Regions from separate parts of the Hordeum vulgare genome. Here region 1 is linked to region 2. The links are chromatin contacts, called in public Hi-C maps. All regions are on one chromosome and are shown on one strand. The core of a region is the stretch at or near the end of the contact, and the rest is flanking DNA. Distances in the headings are between cores, read along the strand shown. Region 1 holds the start of LOC123447103. Region 2 holds the start of LOC123449607 (serine/threonine-protein kinase RIPK-like).

Evidence for each region. A called contact is a pair of places that touch in the nucleus more often than the background predicts.
Region 1: a Hi-C map of seedling shows a contact between it and region 2, with 4 times the contacts expected there. The contact joins the promoter of LOC123447103 here to the promoter of LOC123449607 in region 2. A contact is called at or near these places in 3 of 6 Hi-C or Micro-C datasets (leaf and seedling).

The regions. Positions count from the first base shown.
Region 1 is chr4H:568,719,614-568,722,693 of MorexV3_pseudomolecules_assembly, forward strand. It overlaps LOC123447103, which reads right to left and starts at 1,725. Exons shown (of 1, transcript XM_045123673.1): 1 at 71-1,725. The coding sequence starts at 1,565. The coding sequence ends at 207.
Region 2 is chr4H:568,469,278-568,472,358 of MorexV3_pseudomolecules_assembly, forward strand. LOC123449607 (serine/threonine-protein kinase RIPK-like) reads left to right here and starts at 1,525. Exons shown (of 5, transcript XM_045126884.1): 1 at 1,525-2,007; 2 at 2,944-3,079. The coding sequence starts at 1,546.

The DNA.
Region 1 (3,080 bases), core at 475-2,974, 250 kb after region 2:
ACTTTAAAGTATAGATTCACTTATTTTGTTTCGTATGTAGACTCCTAGTGAAATATGTTAAAAGATTTTATTTAGAAACGGAGGGAGTACAATACAATCACACTAATGAACACACAATGACCCAAACATAGGTCACATACTCAAATACCACACCATCACACAGCTAATGAAGACATGCATAGTCGCTAAGTACAACAGGTAAAGCTCTAGTTGTGGTCGATTTCCTTGACGAGTCCAAGGTTGATGATGCCCCATGCGGAGCGCGGCCACTGTTTCTCCCTGGCCTTGTCCCTCATCACCCTCCCCCACGACACCCATCCCTCCCACGACATCCTCTTGTCCCAGCTGCTGCCCCACTCCACCACCAGCCTCAGCCCCTCCTCCGCCGCCGCCTCCGCCTCCTCCCACCTCCCTCCGCCGTTCAGCAGCACCTGAGCCAGCACCAGCCACGGCTCCCCCACGTACGGGTTCTTCGCGATGCACCGCCGCAGCAGCGACTCCACGCCCTCCTCCTTGCCGTCGCTGCAGATCGCCTCCCAGTACATGTCCCTCGCCGCGATCTGCTCGCCGGGGTCCAGCACCTTGCTGCACCGGTCGAACACGGGCGGGATGCAGAGCTCCAGGCCCGCGTCCTGTTCGTCCGCCGTCGTCTTCGTCGGCCCCACTTGTTCTTCCATGTGGCGGAGCTGCTCGTCGGTGGCGATGAGGCGGTAGAGCGCGGCGAGCCTGGACGTGGCGCTCATCCACAGCCCCGGCTTGCCCGTCCCCGGCCAGAGCGCGGCCCAGTTGTCTCCGGCGAACTCGAGGCGCCCGTCGTCGTTGCGGAACAGCTTGTCCTGGTAGTCCGTGTACTGGTCGCTGAAGTCGGCGACGGTCATCAGCACGAACACCGCCAGCACACGCCGCGACAGCGCCACCGGCTCCCCCGTCCGGATGTGCGGCACCACCACGCCGTCCTCCGGCACCACCGACCGCAGCTTCAAGCGCCACGGCTCCGCCTTGTCCTCCGGTCTGCCGCCGTGGGAGCGCGCGGCCTGGAGGGACGCCCCGGCGGCGGCGAGGTGGTCCCGGAGCTCGGCGTCGGTGTAGCGGAGGTGGAGGTCGTCGTGCATGAGCGCGTGGCGCGGGACGACGCAGAAGAGGTGCACGAGCCGCTCGGCGGCCTCGCCGACGATGCCGCGGACGCGGGCGCGGCTGACGTCGGGCTCGAAGATGGCGAGGTTGACGTAGGAGTTGGAGTAGGAGGAGTGGAAGAGGCCGCAGCGGGCGACGGCGTCGGGCGCGCCCCAGAGGCGGAGGATCCGGTAGACGTCGAGGAGGTGGGCTAGGAAGGTGCCGTGCTTGTGGTAGCACTCGCCGGCGCCGGCGGACACGAGGACGGAGACGAGCGACGGCAGCTCGGGGTCGACCGCCGCGAGGTCGCCCCGGAGGAACGGCCGCGCAGCGACGAGGAGGGACTGGAGCGCGTCGTCGTTCGTCGACGGGCCTGTGCCGTTGCCGACGCCGGTCGCCATTTCGATGATTCCGGTGTGTAGTGTGTGTGTCTCACTCTCACTATTACTCATGTATTGTGTGTGCGTGCGTGTGGAGCGTCTATTTATAAGCCAATTTCTTTACTGTATTTGATTATTACCGTGAGTGAAAATCTGAAATGTTGGTTGTGTATGTATGATAGTAATTTACTGCCTCCGTTCCTAAATATAAGTCTTTTTAAACATTTTTATAGGAAACTAATACATACGAAGTAAAATGAATGAATCCACACTATAAAATATGTCTATATACATCCGTATGTAGTTTAATAGTGGAATTTCTAGAAAAGACTTATATTTAGGAACGAAGGGAGTATATGATAATACGTGAGTATTTACTGTATTTCTTTACTGTATTTGATTATTTATTTACTGTATTTATAAACCAATTTCTTTACCGTATTTGATTATTACCGTGAGTAATTTTTTTACATGATAATACGTGTGTTATTTATATCATAATGATAGTAATACAAGCTATATACATACTGATTTAATAAAACTGAAAAGACAATAAAACGCTAACCTTTACACATAGAAACACCGGTAAGGAAGTAAACTTACAAATAAGGCTGAAAAATCCTCCAAGCCCGACACCAATATCTGTCATCCGGCTCTGTCGTCACCATAGCAGCCACCAAAAAAAAAAATGATCATTATCAACCAACTGATTTTGTTGAAAAACCAGTCGCTCCGCTCGGCTGCCACTTAACCTGTCATGCGTCGTGGTTTTCCCAGCCTTATCTTCTCGTCTCCCTGGCCACACGCTCCTTCCCTTGTTCGTCTTCCTCTTCCTTCATCGTCCCATCTCTCTCCCAATAGCCATCTTTTATCCAACTCAACGACGCAGCTGCACGAAGAGCCGTGGAGGACGCTGCTACAGAGTCGATGCTGCCAACACGGCACCACGGACACCCCGATACTACAGCCATGCCTGACCCGTCCGTAATTCAAGATGACGTGTTGGCCGTCGCGCGCCACCACCACCCCTATTATGGGCATGGCTGCTGCAAGCCCTGCCATCCCATCAACATTGATGATGCGACCCTACGTGGCCCTTTCGGGACGCAAGACGAGGCACTGCCGTCGGAACGTCATGCACAGCCTAGCAACCTGCAACCTGTGGCATGGCTACCGCTCCAAGCTGTGTCATGCCATCCTTGATATTTGAAACGCCAGCGCTACAATGGAGCTTGCCGGTGCTGCGACGATAATCCCAACGGGCCGGCCATGGCATTACAACACCAGCGCTGCAATGGAGCTTCGTTGGGCTGCTTTGGAGCTTTTGTCGCACCACCGGCGCGGTAATGGAGCTTCCCCGGTGCTACGATGACAACCACGACAAGACGGCCATTGCGTTGCAATGAAGCTTCGTCGGGCTGCCTTGGAGCTTTTGTCGCACCGCCGACACTGCAATGGAACTTCGTCGGTCCTACGACGACTACCTTGACAGAATGGCCATGAAGTTGCAGCGGAGCTTCACCGGCGCTGCAATGGAGCTTCGTCAGGCTGCCTTGGAGCTTTTCCTGCACCACCGGCGCAGCAGTG
Region 2 (3,081 bases), core at 275-2,774:
CTATCGCCTACCCTAGCCGTCACGAGAATCAGATCACATCTGCCTCACGCGTTTGTTCCTTGACTGCTGCTGCCGCCGGCGACTCCGTCCCGTTTACCGCGTACACGGTCGACGGGAGAGCAGGCCTCCGAAACCTCGTCTCTCCGGTTCCTGTACGAGAGAGGGGCGATTAGGTTTTTGGGAAGCGATCACGCGGCTGCTCGCCTTCATCCGTCTGCTTCGTCTACGTCCGCGTCGCCCTCGTTATCGCCATGTCTTCACCAAGCGAAGCTGACCGTCTCGTCCGCGAGAAGGCCGAAGCCGAGAAGAAGGCGGCAGAGGATACTGCCGCCGCCACCGCTGCTGCTACGGCCAATTGGCCGATCGGAGGGTATGATATGTTTATCTCTCTCCTGTTTCTGTCTGCACTAGTAGTATTGCCTATATGCGTAGATGTTTCTGCTATATGCGTAGTACTTGCTACTATACTCCGTGATCAGTATGTCATGAACCTAGTCAATGCCATGTTAGTAATTATTTCATAGATTAATCTACTCGGAAAATTGCCTATTTTGTCAACATTCTATGCCGGTGCTAGTGAGAGGTCGCGTCCGCTCTAATCGGGCATGAATGCGGCACTGGCGCTCTCGAGCGGCGCTGACCATTTCAAACGGAAAAGCGAGCCTAGACGCGGGGGGGGGGGGGGGTGTTGATATGTGAGACATGTGTGGTCCGTACATCCACAAAGCTTTCATGTTTGCGTATGTTTTGTATAAGAAAAGGCTTTTTGAGAGCTTTATGGATCGATACAGGTCCACGTTGGATGATACAATACATTCGAACAGTACAATTTAAAAATATGTGAATGGTTTGAGAGTCGTTGTTGAAGATTAAGAGAAAGCCGTAAGTACGAAACATATGCAAGTGCCAACATGCTGGATCGTACAGGATCTCAGAGGCACATCAAGCGGTTGCCTTTCTCCACGGAGAAATGTGGAGAAATGCAAATCTAAACAGGTTTTCTTCAGAAAGGAAAAAACAAATGACCGTTTTTTGCCTTTCGTGTAGAATAGAGGAAAATATTGGTGGTCATCTGCTAGCTGTATCTGACTCTCGATTCGTCTGGTGCGCTCGTCGTCGGTCGAATCTGAAACGGGCGCAAAACGTACACGTACCAGAAGATCACCCCCACGTACGCGTACGCCCAGTCCGCGGCACGCCCCCATCCGAGCCGTCCGGTCCCGATCGGACGCTCGACGCGGCCCCGTGAGAACGCCAGATACGAGCCCTTCCAGCTTACGGCGCGCGCGGAAACCTCCCGGCGTCAACGACCCGCCCCGGTCAAATCCAAAGAAACGGCCTCCCCGCTCACCCCTTCCCGTCCGTCCATCCCCCGCCTACCCCATCCCGTCCGTCCATCCCCCGCCACGTCACGCCGGACCACACCCCCGCCGTCCATCCGCACCACCCCACACGAGCGAGCCGCAAGCAAGACGAGCTCCGGCGTGTATATATATACCCCGATACGGCCAAAGCAGCGGGTAAAGCAGAGCGACGCGCGCGCCGATGGCGAGGTCGGCGTGGAGGTCCCTCTTCGGGTGCTTCAGCTCGCACGCCGCCGCCGCCGCCGCGGCGGCGGCCGGCAAGGGCGAGAACAAGCCATCCGGGGGCAAGAAGAAGAAGAAGAAGAGCAAGAAGAAGGTGGCGGCGGCGGGGAAGGCGCCGAGGCCGAGCCGGTCGTCGCTGCACGGGCGGATGTCCTTCTCGGACCTGAGCATGGGCGGCGGGATGGTGTCGCCGGAGGACCTGTCGCTGTCGCTGGCGGGGTCGGACCTGCACGTCTTCACCATCGCCGAGCTGCGCGCCGTCACCAGGGACTTCTCCATGACCAACTTCATCGGCGAGGGCGGGTTCGGCCCCGTATACAAGGGCTACGTCGACGAGAAGGTCAAGCCCGGCCTCCGCGCGCAGCCCGTCGCCGTCAAGCTGCTCGACCTCGAGGGCAACCAGGGACACAACGAGTGGCTGGTACGTATGCACTCCATCGCCGCCCAGCTCTCTCTTCCTGCTCCGTTACCAAAACCTACTAACAAGTGCAAGAGCTAGTTAATTATATTACCACTTGTTGCATTGGTCATATGCACGTACTTGATCAATCAAGAACAAGTGCAAGAGCTAGTCAATTAATCTACTCATAGGTCTTAGCTAGCCCGGGAATTACACTACTTGATCAATCAGAGTCTAGTTATTATACCACTATTTGGAGAAAAAATTAATGGAAATGTGTGTTCAATTAACGGAAATGCATCCGTGGGATTAATTACTCTACTTTACTTTGTCGATGAGTCATGCTTGTTCAAAGTTAGTTGAGCTGCTCTGAATGGTTATCAGAGGCTTGAGTATACAAGCATTCGAGTTAAGTCGAAAGCCGTTTCTGCATGCAGTTCTTTCATTCTAAAAATGATCATGTATCCTTCTTAATTCGGCAAACCCTGAGATGGAGTTACTTAATAAGAAGAAGAATTTGTCGACATAACTGCAGTTGATTAGTATATATGTTGTAGACTCGTAACATATATACCTACCTCTATATGGCTTTTTTATATTTCCACTTGATTTCTGAATATTCCAAACCACACACCAAGTCCTTTCTTACAAGCAGAAGTTTCCTTGGTGTTGACATATTCTCTCGATCGAAAAGACGAACGCCCGATCTTTCGAGAAAGTTTTAGTTGTATGCCCGGGACAATATCAATGGAACAGCGTTCGCTTGCTTCATTCGCTTGTCTTAAAGGGCTGCCCATTGTTAATTTGTCGGCCTGATTATTATTAGTTAGAATCAAACTAGCGGTGAATTAGCACGTTTACATGCCATATTTTTCTAACGATTTCTTTTTCACATGGAGTAGTACGTTTGACTGACCGGCACAAAAAACTAACTGTGTAAATTGGACGACGATGCAGACCGAGGTCATATTCCTGGGGCAGTTGAGGCATCCTCACCTGGTGAAACTGATCGGCTACTGCTACGAGGACGAGCACAGACTCCTGGTGTACGAGTTCATGACCAGGGGCAGCCTGGAGAAACTCCTCTTCAAAAGT